2 separate regions of the Macaca mulatta genome follow, and region 2 is linked to region 1. Evidence: chromatin contacts called from public Hi-C data. All regions are on one chromosome and are shown on one strand. Each heading gives the region's core, a stretch centred on a gene start, on an enhancer-like site or on the middle of the called end of the contact. The rest is flanking DNA. Distances are from core to core; before and after follow the strand shown. Region 1 overlaps FTO (FTO alpha-ketoglutarate dependent dioxygenase). Region 2 overlaps FTO (FTO alpha-ketoglutarate dependent dioxygenase).

Region 1 (7,887 bases), core at 1,723-4,222:
AAGACAAACTCTTGAGTAAATGTAATAATTGTTTCAATGATGTGCCCCAACCACCCAAGAAGTTAAAAAAAGAAACTGGAAAATTGGGATTCTTCTATTACATGATCAGTTAATTGCTGCCTCAAGTCTAGGCTATATTCACACCAGCAAAGGGATGATGTTATTTGGGAGCTCTGACAGCCATTCAGGAAGCAGAAAGATTGCCTTCCAAACATAAATAAATAAACAAGCAAGCAAACAAACAAATAAAGCAATCAAAGGCTTACAAATGAGGCCAACTGACTTAGAGAATTTTCGCATGTTGCTCAAAATGGGTTCTTTTTTTACAGAAGGCTTTTCTTAATGGCCCAAATAGGAGGTCCTATTACCTTCTCAGTCATCTCACAAACAACTGATCTCTGCAGCCCTTGCCATTCATTATTTTTCTAACAGAAACAACAATTCAAAACAAAACAAAACAAAAAAACCCACAATCACATTGAGTTAGGTTAAACATGTATTATCACCAAAGGCAGGTAGGGAAAAAAAAAAATCTCCCTGTGCTTCTTAAACTCACAAAATCAGGCCCCAGGAATTCTGATCCTGGGCTAACAGCAATCTCAGAACAGGAGAGAAATTTTCTCCTCCAGGTTGCCTCTTATTCCACTCTGAATTTTTAGCTACTCAAATCTTCCTATTTGGTACAGTGCGGAAATTTGGCAAAGGTTCCACAAGATCAATACTATTTTCATAACAATACTGTTATTTGCTGTGTGGACATTTCCACTGATGGTTTAAAAGAATGCTGGGTAAAACTGCAGGTGCCTTGTCACTAATCAAGCCAGTGGTACCCAACTAAACTAGTATTCAGTTTTTTTAATATCTATATTTAACTGACAAGTAATACATATTTATGGAGTACAATGTGATGTTTCCGCATTTGTACACATTGTGGAATAATTAAGTCAAGCTAATCAACTTATCCATCACCTCACATACTTTGTGATGAAAGCATTTAAAATCTATCATTTTAGCAATTTTGAAATATACATTATTTTTAACTATAGTCAGCAGGCTATCATAATAGACCTCAAAAACTTACCAGTCACTGTGTTCTTTACCACGCATTCCATTTAAAAGAGAAAGAAGAGAAAGGAAGTTAGTTTCACTTAAGCATGTCCTCAGTAAGGCAGGAAAAATCATCAATTCTATTAAATCTTGAGCTTTAAGTAGCTATCTTTTTACTATACTGTGTGACAAATTAGGAAACATACATAAAGTACTTCTGATAAATACCAAAGTAAAATGGTCATCTCAAAGAAAAGTACATGTGTGATTTGAGTTCTGGGCTGAATTTGCCCCACAGAACACCATTTTTACTTGAAAAAAATAGCTGACTGATATTTTTCTGGTTAATCAGACTTGAGTATTTGACAGACATTTCTCAACAATTAATAAAGTGAGCTTGCCACTTCAAGAAAAACAACTGACCATATTTGCTACCAATGATAAACTTCAGATTGTCAAGAAAAATCAGACATTTAGAAAATTTATATTTGCTACCTTGAGCTTGGGGCTTCCCAATACTTAAAGACTTGTACCATAAGATCAGTGGTGATACTGATGAGTGTAACCTTTTTTTACATTATATAATGAAATGCATCAACATTTGGAAGATCTGTATAACTCAGTGACATGATAATTTTCCAAATGATCAAAACGTAATGTTACAAAATCATTTGAATGTAAAAGATGCATTCGAAGTGCAAAAGAGATAAACAGATTTTAATATAACAAAGTAGGAAACGTTAATTAAGATAGCTTGAGATTCCACCCTGCAAGTAACCTTTAAGAAATTATCACTTGTCTAAAGAAAATGGAATAATATTCAGCCTTACAAAAGGAAATTCTGTCATCTGTGACAGCATGGATGAATCTTGAATCTAGAGGGCATTATGCTAAGTGAAATAAGCCAGGTACAGATCTCCCTAAAATATGCAATCTAAAAAAGTCAAACCCATAGAAGTAGAGAGTAGAACAGTAATTGTCAGAGGTTGGTGGGATAGACCGGAGAAAGGGGAGATGTTAGTCAAAGGGTAAAAAATTCAGTTTGACAGGACACCTAAGTTCTAGTGGTCTGTTGCACAGCATGCTGACTAGTTTACAGTAATGTATATTTCAAATTTGCTAAAATAGTAGGTTTTAAGTATTCTCACCACAAAGAAATAATAAGTATGTGTGGCAATAGGTATGTTAATTAGCTTGATTTAATCACGCCACAATGTGTGCATGGAACATCACAACATGCCCCATAAATATAGATAATTATTGTCAATTAAAAACAAAAATGTTTTAAAATAGAAGCTATCACTTGACAAGTTTGGGAATAATATCAAAGAAAAATATCAACATTTAATAGCTGAAGAAGCAATTAAAATACTCCCTTTTTCCATTACTGTCTGTGTGAGGCCAGATTTTGTTCATATAGTTCAACCAAAACAACGTATTACAGCGACTAAACAAAAAAGTGTAAGAATCAAGCATCAAGCTAGACAGGAAAGAGATCTGCAGAAAAGTAAAACAATGGCACACTTCTTGCTAATTTTTTACAGTGGAAAAGAGTTATTTTTCATAAAAAACATTACATTAACTTGTAATGAAAGGGTGTTGCTATTTTTAAATCAATAAAGGCTTTTTAGTTCCTAGTACAGTAAATATTGATAGGTATAACCCATATAAACAAAAGATTTTTGGGTCCTCAATAATTTTTAGGAGTAAAAAAGGGTCCTGAAGCCAAAAAATTTGTGAACTTCTGGCCTAAAGCAAATACATAATAGCTGCCTTCTCACACACACAAAAAGCAGAAAGAAGCCAAAGTGAATTTCTTTGGGCTTTATTGTGTAATTCGCTTAAGGCCCATGGGCCTTACTAATTTGCATGTCTGATTTACTCAGAATCCTTCTTCCTCCTCCTCGCTGGCGAGAAACCACAGACAAATTCCATTGCTATTTCACAACCCACACTTCAGCAAACTGCAATGCAGGGGTATGGACATGGAGCTCATCCAGCCTGGCAAACGGGGATAAGGAGCTCAACTCCAGGGTTTTCCTTCCCAGGGCCCTTTTCAAACACTAAATCCACAAAACTCAGCATTAGTTTGCTCAAAGCAAATAGTTAATTTGTCCTTTCAATGGTAATCAAAAGGACAAAATCACACAGCTAGAGTACCGCTTCAGCCCCCAGACTGACCCTCCACCATCCCCTTTTTCCCATGCAAGTAGATGTCTAAACCATGAAAAATCAACAAATCAATCCACAACAAATATTTACATTGTCTACATAAAAAGGAGTGGAAGGTATACAGTCATAAAAAGAAAACTAACAATACAGGTAATAAAATTAAAACGCCTTAGTAAACCATGCTGTAAGTATGAAGAAGGAGAAAAAAACTGTGCCTAAGCGATCAAAGGAATAAATAAATGAGAAAAGAAAACAGACTATTAAAAGCAGGCAAAAGGATAGCAGAGCTGAAAAGTTAGTAAAGGACAAGACACTCAGACATCAGTGATTAGACCTTTTGGCTAAAATTCAGTTCCAGCAGGGGGAAAATGGAAGATAAGGCTGGAATGATAGATTGCACCCTGATTATGGTAGGTCCTGAAAGTCAAGCTAAGGAGTCTGGATTCTATCCTGCATGTAATGAGGAGCCTCAAAAAGCTTTTGAGAAGGACAGGGAGCACAATGGAAGCATGTTTGTTATTTGTTGTTCTGATTTTTAAACACCAATCTACTTATAATATGGTTACAGTGAAAGAAACCAAAGGCCAGATAAAGAGACCACTGCAAAAGCCCAGGCAGAGAGGAGCTGGACCTGAACAAGAAGACAGCAATGGAAATGAATAGGAATCAAGAGTTACAGATAGGTAGGTGGATCTGAAATCTAATATGGTACCAAAACACATGACTAGGAAAGGTGGGGCCATACAAAGAAATAAGGAAGTCAATGTCATTAACACATCTACTGAGGGTCCAATAAACTAGCTGCTGTGCTGGACAGAAAATGCAATACGAGTCGGAGGTAAAGATATTTTATTTTAAACATGCTGGGGGAAGAGGTAGATAAGGTGGTACTCAGCACCCTTCCAATCTCCTCTTATTGTGCCTTCCTGTAGAGCAGAGGATGAAAGGTAAACACTATATTTCTCAGACCTTTTTGCAGCTAGGAGTTCTGGATGAGAAATAAGTTTCATCAATTTAATGGCGGCATGTGAGAATCAGAAGTCAAAAATAAAATGGAGGCCATCACCTTGACTGTTTCAACTTTTTTCGCAGGCAACATAGTCATGAGGCAGTAACATTCCAGAATCTGGCCATTCACTTTGTAGTTCTCAAATGCCAGTTTTAATGGTGGTACCTTCCTGATCCCAACTACAACTATGGTTGTGTGTTCTTACAAATCAACAGTTCTAGGAATGACTCCTGATTCTTAGCCCTTCCCGAGTGTGATGGATGAGCGGCTACCCTGGCAAGCCAGTCTGTGATATTGTTTCAGAAGCCCATCTCTGGAGGCTCCACCTTCAGCCCATTTCTCTGGTCCTCCTAATGACTTTATATGAACCTATTTTCCTATCTCACATAGTTTCTGTTTCCTAAAACTAAATCCAGCCATATATAAAGGGCTTAAGTAAAAGCAGAATAACCAAGTGAAAATAGTTGATACACAGTTAAAAGAATGGAACTTAAACCTTGGAAACAGGGCCAGGCCAGAAACAGAGCCAGGCCACAGTGTATGAAAATAGGTACTATCTACACAGATGTAGAAGTCTGAGCCCTCCAACTACGTTAATCTATCCTCTGGAATTTCTACAACTCACCTTGGAATCAACAAAGAAAAATCCTCTTAGCTTTTTTTAGGTAATTATAGCAACATTTTACATTTACCTGGAGCTTTGAATATAAGCAAAGGTATATTGAGGAGTTATTGTTTCACTTTTACCTGATGTAGGAGACACAAAGGGGTGGGTATTATAATCTCCATTTTAAGAAATAAGAGATTCAAAGCACAGAGAAGGCAAACAGTTTGTCTAAGGTCATAGAGGGTAAGTTAGTGGCCCGGCTAAAGTATTTCCTGCTTTAAACCTATTTTCTCCTGTTTGGTCTTCTGTCGGTTAATTCTGACCACGTTCTAAAATAAACGTTAAAATTGTTGCTATAGAAATATTAGGAGCCTAAGAGGGCTTGTAAAAACCACAAAGAATTAAATGGGGCCGAACTTACGACCATGGAAAAAATTAAAATTCCATGTGCAATTTTCTTCTCCGATTTTAACCTAAAATGTGGTGCTTGTGGCAGGCCCACTGTTCCTCTGACACGCTTCCAACACTCACAGTTCTGAGTAACAAGTGTCGTCCAATTATTCCAGCGGCTTTTTATTTATTTTTCTGTCATTCTATGAGTTGGAAAATTAACAGTGTTGTGTTTACAAACCTTCACTAGGTCCTTACATAAAAGCTCAAATATGTTTACGTTATACACAATTCTGGGCTGAAGAAGCTCAAAAGCCAGTTAATATAAACCCATTCTGAACAAAACTGCAAAAACTAGTCCTGTTAGGCAGAGGTTAAGCTTTGACCTTCCCAACTTTCTCCACAGAATGTACAATCCATCACGTACAAAAACACAGTGAAGATGTGAGGCGTTGGTAAGTACCCCTGTTAGTGAGAAATTCTGCTAATTATTACACCAAATAAGCATAGTTAACAGGCCATGGCCACAAGAGGTGCATGTTTCAGGGCATTAAATAGCTGCCTAGGGTGGAGAGGAATATATTACACTATGCCCTGTACCAATAAAACAATTTCCCTGACACCTAGAAATCCAGTCAGCTGGAGCAAGATAACAAAAGTGTTCTACGGCGAGGCTGTGCGGAGAATGATGCTTCAGCGCCACCTAGCGACTTGCACATTTCAACTTAGGAGTTCAGAGAAACTGACAGTATCTTCCACCTATGCTTGGAAGCAGGAAAACAGGAGCAGAAGAAATCACATTTTGAGAGCTCCCCAAACTAAATGCTTGCTTTTTTTTAAAGCATACATATATTTTATTCTTTTCTTTTTCCCCCTACCTTGGCCTTTCTAAATAACCACAAAATAGGTATATCTCAATACGAACTCCTCAAAAAAAAAAAAAAAAAAAATCAACTAATCAGCTGCTTCCCAGAAATACATTTACTTTACCAATAATCGTCTGACAGAAAGCGCCTTCAAAATTAAACCTTAAGAACATTCCAAGGGAGAAAAGGAGAGAGTAGACAGGTGGTAAATTAGACTGAAAAGAACTAAAGGCTTTGAATCTGTAAGACAAACATGAAAAGTAGCAAACTTTATATATTAGCATAATGCTAATGATTTAAAAAGTAGGAACTCTGTACCAAGATTTATATGACAATAAAAGACCATGTAACCTGAGTACTTCCAGTCTACCTTTTGAACCAAAATTACTTTTCCCATGGAGACTGCTTCCAAGCTGATGATTTCTAATGTAGCATCTAATAGACACACTGAATATTCCTCCTGCAAATACAGTTAGTCCCAATTCAACACCAGTGCCAAGGAAATCCATGTCTTCCTCATGCTAATGGTCTAGTGAAAAGAGGTGTGGTATGTATCACTGCAGATACAGTCACGAACAAAGCCAAGTTACCACCTCACGGAGTTTACATTTTAATGGAGGAAGACAGACAAAAAACAAACAAGAAAACAGTGTATCACATGTTGATGATACAGAGAAAAATAAAACAGGATGAAAGAAACAGAGAATGCCAGCAGGCCATGAGGTAGGGAGTGCTATTTTTGGGTAATCAGAGAAAGTCTCCTGAGAATAGGATGTTTAAATAGAGATCTAAAAGCAGCAAGTGAACCAGCCATGCAGATACCTGGGGGAAGAAAATTCTACAAAAAGAGAGAAGAGAAAATACAAAGCCCCGTGGCAGGAAGCACTTGCCCTATGAGAGGAACAAAATAGGGGCCAGTCTGGATGGGTTAAAGAGAAAGAGAAGAATATTAGAAGAAGAGGTCAGAAACGATTCAGGGAAAAGATCAGAAAGAAAGCCAAAGAAGTTGTTTTTGTTGTAATAGCAGCTTTATTGAGATATCGTTAACATACCACACAAGTTTCCCCTTCAAAAAAGTACACAAGCCAGAAAGTATATTCATAGGGTTACGCAATCGTCACCACTACTTAATTTCAGAACATTTTCACTACCGCAAAAGAAACCCTGTATCCATTAGCCGTCACTCCCCATTCCTCTCTCCCCAGCTCCTGGCAATCACTAATCTATTTCCAGTCTCTATGGATTCGTCTATTCTGTACATGGAATCATGTAATATGTGGCCTTTTGTCACTGGCTTCTTTTACAGAGCATATGGCTTCAAAGTTCATCCACTTTATGGCATGGTACCAGTACTTCATTCTTTTTATTGCCAAATAATATTCCATTGTATGGTTATGCCACATTTTAGTTGTACATTCATCATTGATGGGCATTTGGGTTGTTTCCACTTTTGGCTGTCATGAATAATGCTGCTGTGAACATTCATGTACAGATTTTGTGTGGACATACATTTTCATTTCTCTTGGGTAACTAGGAGTGGAATTGCCGGATTATATGGTAACTCTATCTACGTACAACATTTTGAGGAAACATAAAAGAGTTTGAACAGAAAAGAGAAATGATCTTTTGTTTTGTTTTGTTTTGAAGACTAAACTTTGGTTGCTATGTAGAGAAAGACAAGGAAAGAAGCAAGGAGACTAGATAGGAAGAAATTGCAATGATCCAGGAGAGTGATGCTAGTGGCTTGGAGAAGGATGGCAGAAGGAGAGGTTGTAAGAAGTGGCTGAATATATTCT
Region 2 (7,887 bases), core at 3,734-6,233, 120 kb before region 1:
AAACACGTCAATCACATTTAACTTGTTAGGAAAAGATGCTATTAAAAATATCATCTACAATCACAGAGATCCTTTCAGGAATGCAGAAAAAATAGATCACAGTTCCCTTTGGTTAAAAAAGGGCCATTATTTTGCAGATGTCAACGAGGAGGGAACAGGATGGTGGTTATGTTACCCATAAGGCATGGAAGGGCCAACTTAATGTGTTCCCGGGGCTCTCTGGTAAGTCATTTTTTGGCACTGGGAGCACATTTCTCCATAGAGACATTTTTGTACAATATGGAAAGATTCCCAGCCCAGCCTCCCGAAGTATTTAACCCACAGTGGATAGACGCATTGCAAGAGGAGCACTGAGTTCCAAATTGTTGTGAGTCCCTTTAGCTCCTGGACTGAACCCCAGCTCCAGAGGAAGGAAAATGAGGAAAGGAAAGGGATGCTGTCACCAAGGAAGACTCGGTCAACCGGCCTCGAAGTAAGGATTCCTCAGCTGAAGACCGTTCACACTTCCTTCTAAAATCAATACTGGTGATACCTTGCATTTATGTGTTTCATATTTTACAAACTTTCTCATTGGATCATCATAACAATACTCTTCAAAAGGTAACAGGTTTAGCGATTATTCCTTAACCAACTTGGGGAAAAAAAAGATTCTAACATCTTGACAATATTCCAAATAAATGGCATGACATCCTTTGGAAATCTTGCTTCTCTTTCAAAACTGCAGGTCTGATGATTATTATTATTATTTTGCAAACTACTTCATTCTTCTAGACTGAGATTCTTCTAGGATATTTCAGAGGTAATTATAATAAAATAAATAACAGCCTAGAGCTGAATTTAATCCCTCTACCATGCTCCCCACCTCCCCCCCAAAAAAAACAACCTAGATGAAATAAGGTATATCATTTGTTTTATGTTATATCTTCTCCAGGAAAAATAGAAATTTCTGACATTCCAATCCTGCACCAGGGTTTCTTAATTCATATCTGAAATGCTATGATGGTCTGCTAGTCAAAGCAATCCAAAATAAATTCCAGCAGCCAAGGCTAAAATAGCACCCCAGGGAAAATAGCAGGATCTTCACACCTTTACATCAATTTGAATTTCAGGATGGTTAAAACTATTTAAAGCAGCAGAATTCATCTTTTTTTCTTTACGTATAGAATGTGTGAAATGTGCGCATGTGTGTGTGTGCACATGTACGTGCGTGTGTTTAACGAAGGTTGTCAAAATTTAGCCAAATCCTACAGAACCGAGGTTAAAACAGAAACCCTGGCTGTTTACTCCAGTTTTTCTCTCCACACACTAAGAGTTAAGAGAGATGGCAAGGCTGTCACTTGGAATTTCCTAGCTCCTGTCACTTTGTCTCAGCATCTTCAGCATTTTTAGTCTTGCTCCTATTGTGTGCAGAGCAGAGGCACTAGGAACGATCCTCTTAACATTCCTGAGATGTACCAGGCACATCCTAGGACTTGGTACCAATAAAGCTCAACTCTCACACAGCTCATGTAAGGGTTAAAAACAGAAAGTCCTACCCACTGGTTTGCTCTGATGTTCCTGGAGATATTGTCACTGGATGTATCCTCAGTAGAATTCTATTCAACACCTCTGTCTTTAAGTACAAAGCTGTAGGCTGTAGCAGCTTTAAGAAACATAAGTATCCCTTTTTTCTGCTGCACAGTATCTGTGTGTGAAATTCTCTAAAGGGGTTTAAGTATTTACCCTGAACACTATCAGACGGTTTCTAAAATTTTCCTTATCCAGTTGCAAAAACACTTCAAAGAGAATCATAAACACAGTCCTTTGTGCTTTCGATGCACACTGTGTTTTTGAGGCTTAAGCCTGAATTCTCTTGGAATTGTATATTCTTTTTTCCCGAAAACACAGGATACACAACACTTTCTTGTAAAATTCCTTACTAAAGGTGCAGACGCTTAGGGAAAAAAATGGAAAACTCTGAAATTCATAAGATAATCAAAAAAGGAATCAAAACGTGTAAGAAATTCATTGCTAAATCACATGTAAAATTTCTCCCCAGATGTTTTACTTTTAATAGAACAATATAGCTGTGGGGAATTGGAGTGGGTGGGGAATTGGAGTGGGTGGGTAGGAAGGAGAATGGAAAGAATCGAGCTTCCCTGAACACTTTTAAGATAACCAAAAACCAAAGATTTAAACCAAAGATTTTAAGCTGCTCCAGCTGCAAGTGACTTTTTCGTTTTTCCAAATTTTCAAAACTAAACATAAAGGTCTGCATACCGGTTTCAGAAACTGAATTTTTGGATGCTTATGACTCTTTATCCACCTCTAATCTGTGCTTATCTTGAGTCACTCAGCACTGCCCCAGTCAAAAAAGAGAATTTACATTTTAATTTAAAACCACTAGACATCTCACATAGGATCCTAAATTATTATAATATACTCTGCTCCTAAATCAGAAATGCTAACCCTGAAAAAATGAGGAGACTGGATTATGTTGGCTGATGTAACTTACTGTGCACATTAACACTGAAAAAAAGGGAGAAAAAAATTATACACACACACACACACACACACACACACACAACAATTGGTGACTTTCCCATTAATGCAAACAAAAAAAATTCAATATTTATATTTACATCACTTTCTTCTGCACATCCCCAAAAATTTTCAATCCTAGAAGGAAGTTTAAAATAAACTTAGCTAATTGAACTATAATACAATAGCAAATACCAGTATACTCAGTAAATATTTCAGTAAATGGAAAAGCAACCTTGTTCCTATATTCAGTTTTAAAGAATTTATTCTAAAGCACTCTGATGAGAGCTTCATTAATCTCTCCAAAAATAAACAAACTACTGCTCGGCTCAATCATTCCCTATGACTGTGTAACCTACATGAAGTGTAACCTACGCTGAGGAAGACTCATCCACACAGCCACGGGCAGGCTCCTGGCAAGGGCCTTCCCAGATGATTTACACAGGCCAAAATAGCAGGGGAAAAGGCATGACTCATCTTAAAGTTAAACTATTATAACTAACTTGTCAGGGACAACCTTTACCTTCTTAAGTACATTTCTCTCTTAAAACTTTAACAACAAGAAACTGGTTACATTATTAAATAAAACACCTACTCATTTTCCACATCTCTCTGCTCTCCTGTGCCAAATTTTAACATAAATGGATAGAAATAAATGTAGCCTATAGCTTACCTAACATAATTATATGTTGTGTTTTACACTGTTTCAAAACGGATACATTAAAATAATCCAGTCTTGGCTCCTACCCACTAAAGTCAATAAAGGTTATTAAGGCCAACTGCCATTTAAATGCATTGCTATAACAGCACAAGGAATTGTCAGAACAGGAAATGCAATTAAAAACATTCAAAACCATCAGGATCTACTTTTTCTTCTAAAAGAAAAAAACCAAGGAAAACAGCCAGAAGAATTTCTCTCCAGTATAGAAATCATCAATACTTTTGAAAATGTTTACTCTGAAAACGATTGTCAAATATTTCCACTGGATTATACCAAATTGACCTTTTTTTTTTTTTTTAAGGTCAATAGGAAAGGAATAAATGTCACCAATTTAGAGGATTTCGCACCTAGCATTCTTTTCTGTATCATTGTGAATTTGATAGTGTTAAAACATTTTTATAGGTAAAATAAATGTCAGTTTTGCAAAGAGCGATACCAGACCCTGAGAGACAAATGGCCTATCCGTTGAATCTCTGGCTACAGCAAGACTTCCTCACCTCACAGGAGACTTTAGCTTTTCATATTTCTCTTTACCCAGAAAGCAAAGCAGTTGCACAGTTTCTTTCAAATGGTAACTCTCTCTTATCCTGAAGAGTCTTCTCATAACACAATCATCTTGGATGGCGGGGGCGGTGGCGGGAAGGAAGTGCATCGGGTTTTTAAAAAATTAAAATAAAAAACAAATATTTGAATAGTATTATAGTGTTATAATGCCATCCTCAATAGGGAGCAAAGAGGAGGGGAAAGGCCAGACTAAATTCCTGGGTTATAAGAAAGGGTTATGTTGCTTTGGGCTTAATGGCTCATACATTCATGAGGTAATATTCAGGGAAAATGTGATATTTTATCAGAATGTCATTCAAATATAAGGTTTAACATTTACATCACAAGAGCATGGACGGGGTAAAACTATCCGCCGGGAGAAAAATGGCAAGAATAAACAGTGTGATAAAAATGGTGTTTGCTGGGACAGGAAATGGGAAGTGGAGGATGGGGGAGTTTTAGAGACAGCTGACTAAACTTTTTGAAATATGTGACTGGTTATGACATGTGAAGCAATTACCATTAATGGAAGAAAAGCGATTTCAAAGCTCATTTTCCATTCTTCTATATCCTTCCTGAGACTACACCTTCCAACCACAAAGTGAAAAAAGAACACAAAGACAGAAATCACAGCGCAAGTCTCTTCCCTCGTACAAGGGCCGATAAAGGTTGCTTTACTCATAAGCAAAAGGGGAAAAGTAATGTACATATTCCCTGAGGTTTTTTATTTTATTTTCTCAGCAAAAGAGATTGATGATATTTTGCAGGACAAAATGCACTGATTAAAGAAATCCTTCCACAACACACACATGATTTTACAATTCAAAAAAAGCATAAAGATAAAAAAGAATCATTTGTCTAAAATGATCATCATTTTGAGTCAGATAGTCCCTGGAAGCAAAGTGAGGACACTCAGAAATTCCATTTGGATTAGTCTAATGCTATACAATCCAAATGTGCACCAAACACTGTACTTTTTATGGTAAATTGCTGTTGAATTTGTTAACCCACAACTGATATCCTGTGTTATGGAATCTTGGAGATTACAGCTAACTTGAAGCAACAGGGATAATTCTTGACAGTTAATGGTATTTTTGTATGCATTTTCCTGAAAGGCTAACATCTTGGGGCCTCAATCTGGTAGCTCAACATTGCCCCCTACTGCTGGCAACTGAGAAAATATGAGGTGGGCTGGTACCAAGTGGAAATCTAACCAGCCACTGCCAATTCCACCCGAGTATACACATACCAGATGGCACTGCACGAACACAGCCACAGAACCGTAGACCCATCCAACAATTATTCTGTTCTGTCTTTTCCAATAAAAAAAAGAAATTACTTGAATTTGTAAGAAGTCATTTGTAAAAGGCTTGAAGCAATGCTTACATTTAATTTGGAAGAAACATCCCTTTTATCTGGGCCTAAATCTTGACTCTGCTGATAAAGATCATCCCAAGGCATGCTGAGGAGAGACACTGAGGCCACTGATCTCCCTCAGAACACTTAGGAATTCCATGCCAACTGCTGGGAAACTTGGGCCAGAGAGTTCGCAGAATTGTTTTTCCTTTTGGTATTTTTTATACAAGAGCGACAAAACAAAAGATATTTTCTCTTAACGAATGTGCCACCACCTTCAAATTATTTATGCACCAATTTACGTAGATATAACTAAATCCCTTAAATGAATTCATAATGAATAACACTGGTAAGCTCACAATACCAATATTTTATTTTGTGTGTGTGTGTGTGTGTGTGTGTGTGTACGTGAGACAAGGTCTCACTCTGTCACCCAGGCTAGAGCGCAGTAAGGCGATCACAGTTCACTGTAGCCTTGACCTCCTGGGCTCCAATGATCCTCTCACCTCAGCCTCCCAAGTAGCTCAGACTATAGGCACGCACCACCACAGGCGGATAATGTTTTTTATTTCGTACAGATGAGGTCTCACTATGTTGCCCACACTAGTCTCAAACTCCTGGGCTCAAGGAATCCTCCCAATTTGGCCTCCCAAAATGCTGAGAAGACAGGTATAAGCCACCTTGCTGGGCTAGATTTTACAAAAAAAAAAAAAAAAGGCTCTTGAACAAAAACAAAATCAAGGGCCAAGTACGGTGGTTCACGCCTGTAATCCCAACACTTTAGGAGGCTGAGATGGGCAGATTACCTGAGGTCAGAAGTTGGAGACCAGCCTGGCCAACATGGTGAAACTCTGTCTCTTCTAAAAAATACAAAAATTAGGCAGGCACAGTGGCGGGCACCTGTAATCCCAGCTACTCGGGAGGCTGAGGCAGGAGAATTGCTTGAACCCAGGAGGCGGAGGTTGCAGGGAGCTGAGATCGTGCCATTGCACTCCAGGCTGGATGACAGAGCAAGACTCCGTCTCAAAAAAAAAAAAAAAAAATCATTAAGAGCTCCTTTCTTATTTGCTCTTCAACTCTAATTCACAGAGTTGTCAAATTACAACTTCAAAGTCAAGCTGATGTCTTAGAGCCAAGGTTCATCAAGTTAAGAGGTTCTAACTCATATGTAAATGGACAAAATCAGAATTACACAGTAGGAGGAAAAAAAACGTTGCCCTGAAACTGAAGCTGCCTTTATATAAGAAGCCCATAAAAATGGAGAGTACTCATAACAGGCTTAGTTTAGGAACAGAACTGACCAAGGAGATTTAGGCACAGACTTTTCATTAACTCCAATTCAGTTTCACAATGCTCGGTTTTGCATTGATTCAGGTCTTTGGAGAAATCAATTTTTGTGATACTATTAATACATTAAAAGGATTATAACATTCCTTCCCCAGACACATATCCATGAAAAGGTACGATTTAAAGATTTGAGATGTCTGGAAAGCAAGGACTTTTGGATTCTGATCCCGACTTTTAAACTGGGGCCTTCAGAGTTGTGACTTGACATTTTCATTATTATAAAGTAGGAATTAGGGTAGACCCTATGTTAAATATTCTTATAACAAAAATAATAATTATAATAAATAAGACAGAAGAAAACTTTTGGAGGTGATGGATAGGTTTATGGCATAGACTGCTGTGATGGTTTCACAAATGTACACGTATCTCTAAACTCAGGTTGTACACATTAAATAAGTACAGTTTTTTGTAGGGCAATCATACCCCAATAAAGTGGCTTTATAAAAATAAAATAGGGATTAGCAATAGCTATCCATTTTTGCAGATTAGTTCATTGTTTCCAGCACATTTCAAATTCTGTGCAGAGGTACTATCTCCAGAGTTTGCAGGCGTTTACCACTTTTCTACTACATTCCAAATCCGATTGTTTGAAGGCAGAACAGTGAGGTGGTGAAGAGCAAGGACCCCAGAGGCAGCCTTCTAGAGTTCAAATTCCAGCTTCCTCACCTGTTAGCTGGGTGACCTTGAGGAAGTTACATAAACCCTTTGTGTTTTGGTCTCCTCGTTAGAAAAACGGGGAATACAGGGCCGGGCACGCTGGCTCACGCCTGTAATCCCAGCACTTTGGGAGGCCGAGGCGGGCGGATCACAAGGTCAGGAGATCGAGACCACGGTGAAACCCCGTCTCTACTAAAAATACAAAAAATGAGCCAGGTGCGGTGGCAGGCGCCTGTAGTCCCAGCTACTCAGGAGGCTGAGGCTGGAGAATAGCGTGAATCCGGGAGGCGGAGCTTGCAGTGAGCCGATACCGCGCCACTGCACTCCAGCCTGGGTGACAGAGCGAGACACTGTCTCAAAAAAAAAAAAAAAGAAAAAAGAAAAATGGGGAATACATTACACCTATGTTATGGGGTGTCATAAAAGTTAAAGAAATTATATAGAAAACACACAGAATAATGTCTGGTACTTAATAAGTATTATGTAAGTGTTTGCTACTATTATTATTACTATTATTTAAATTAAGACTTAATGCAAGACCTCCATGTGGCTTCAGCCTGCCTTCCAGCTGCATTTCTCCCACATTATCTGCACTCCTTGCTCTGGTCACACCGGACTTCCTCACTTCTGGCCTTGCTTTTACAGTTCCTGGAGTCTAAAGTTCGTCCCCAGATCCCCCATCCCATCATACTCCTCAGCATTCAAGGGCGCCAAAAACCACATCTGCCATTTCACCACCATCC

What was found. Hi-C and Micro-C count contacts between places; a contact is called where the count stands out from the background.
Region 2: a contact with region 1 is called in a Hi-C map of fibroblasts, with 3 times the contacts expected there. The contact joins two enhancer-like sites. A contact is called at or near these places in 2 of 14 Hi-C or Micro-C datasets (blood and fibroblasts).

What each region holds. Positions count from the first base shown.
Region 1 is chr20:49,250,531-49,258,417 of T2T-MMU8v2.0, reverse strand. All of the region lies in intron 1 of FTO (FTO alpha-ketoglutarate dependent dioxygenase), which reads right to left. Among named protein-coding and RNA genes, the nearest start is that of FTO, 72 kb to the right of the region's middle. Within about 2 kb of position 2,972, at least 2 of the 40 cell types and tissues checked have an H3K27ac peak or open chromatin away from gene starts, as enhancers often do.
Region 2 is chr20:49,373,462-49,381,348 of T2T-MMU8v2.0, reverse strand. All of the region lies in intron 7 of FTO (FTO alpha-ketoglutarate dependent dioxygenase), which reads right to left. Among named protein-coding and RNA genes, the nearest start is that of FTO, 200 kb to the right of the region's middle. Within about 2 kb of position 4,983, at least 3 of the 40 cell types and tissues checked have an H3K27ac peak or open chromatin away from gene starts, as enhancers often do.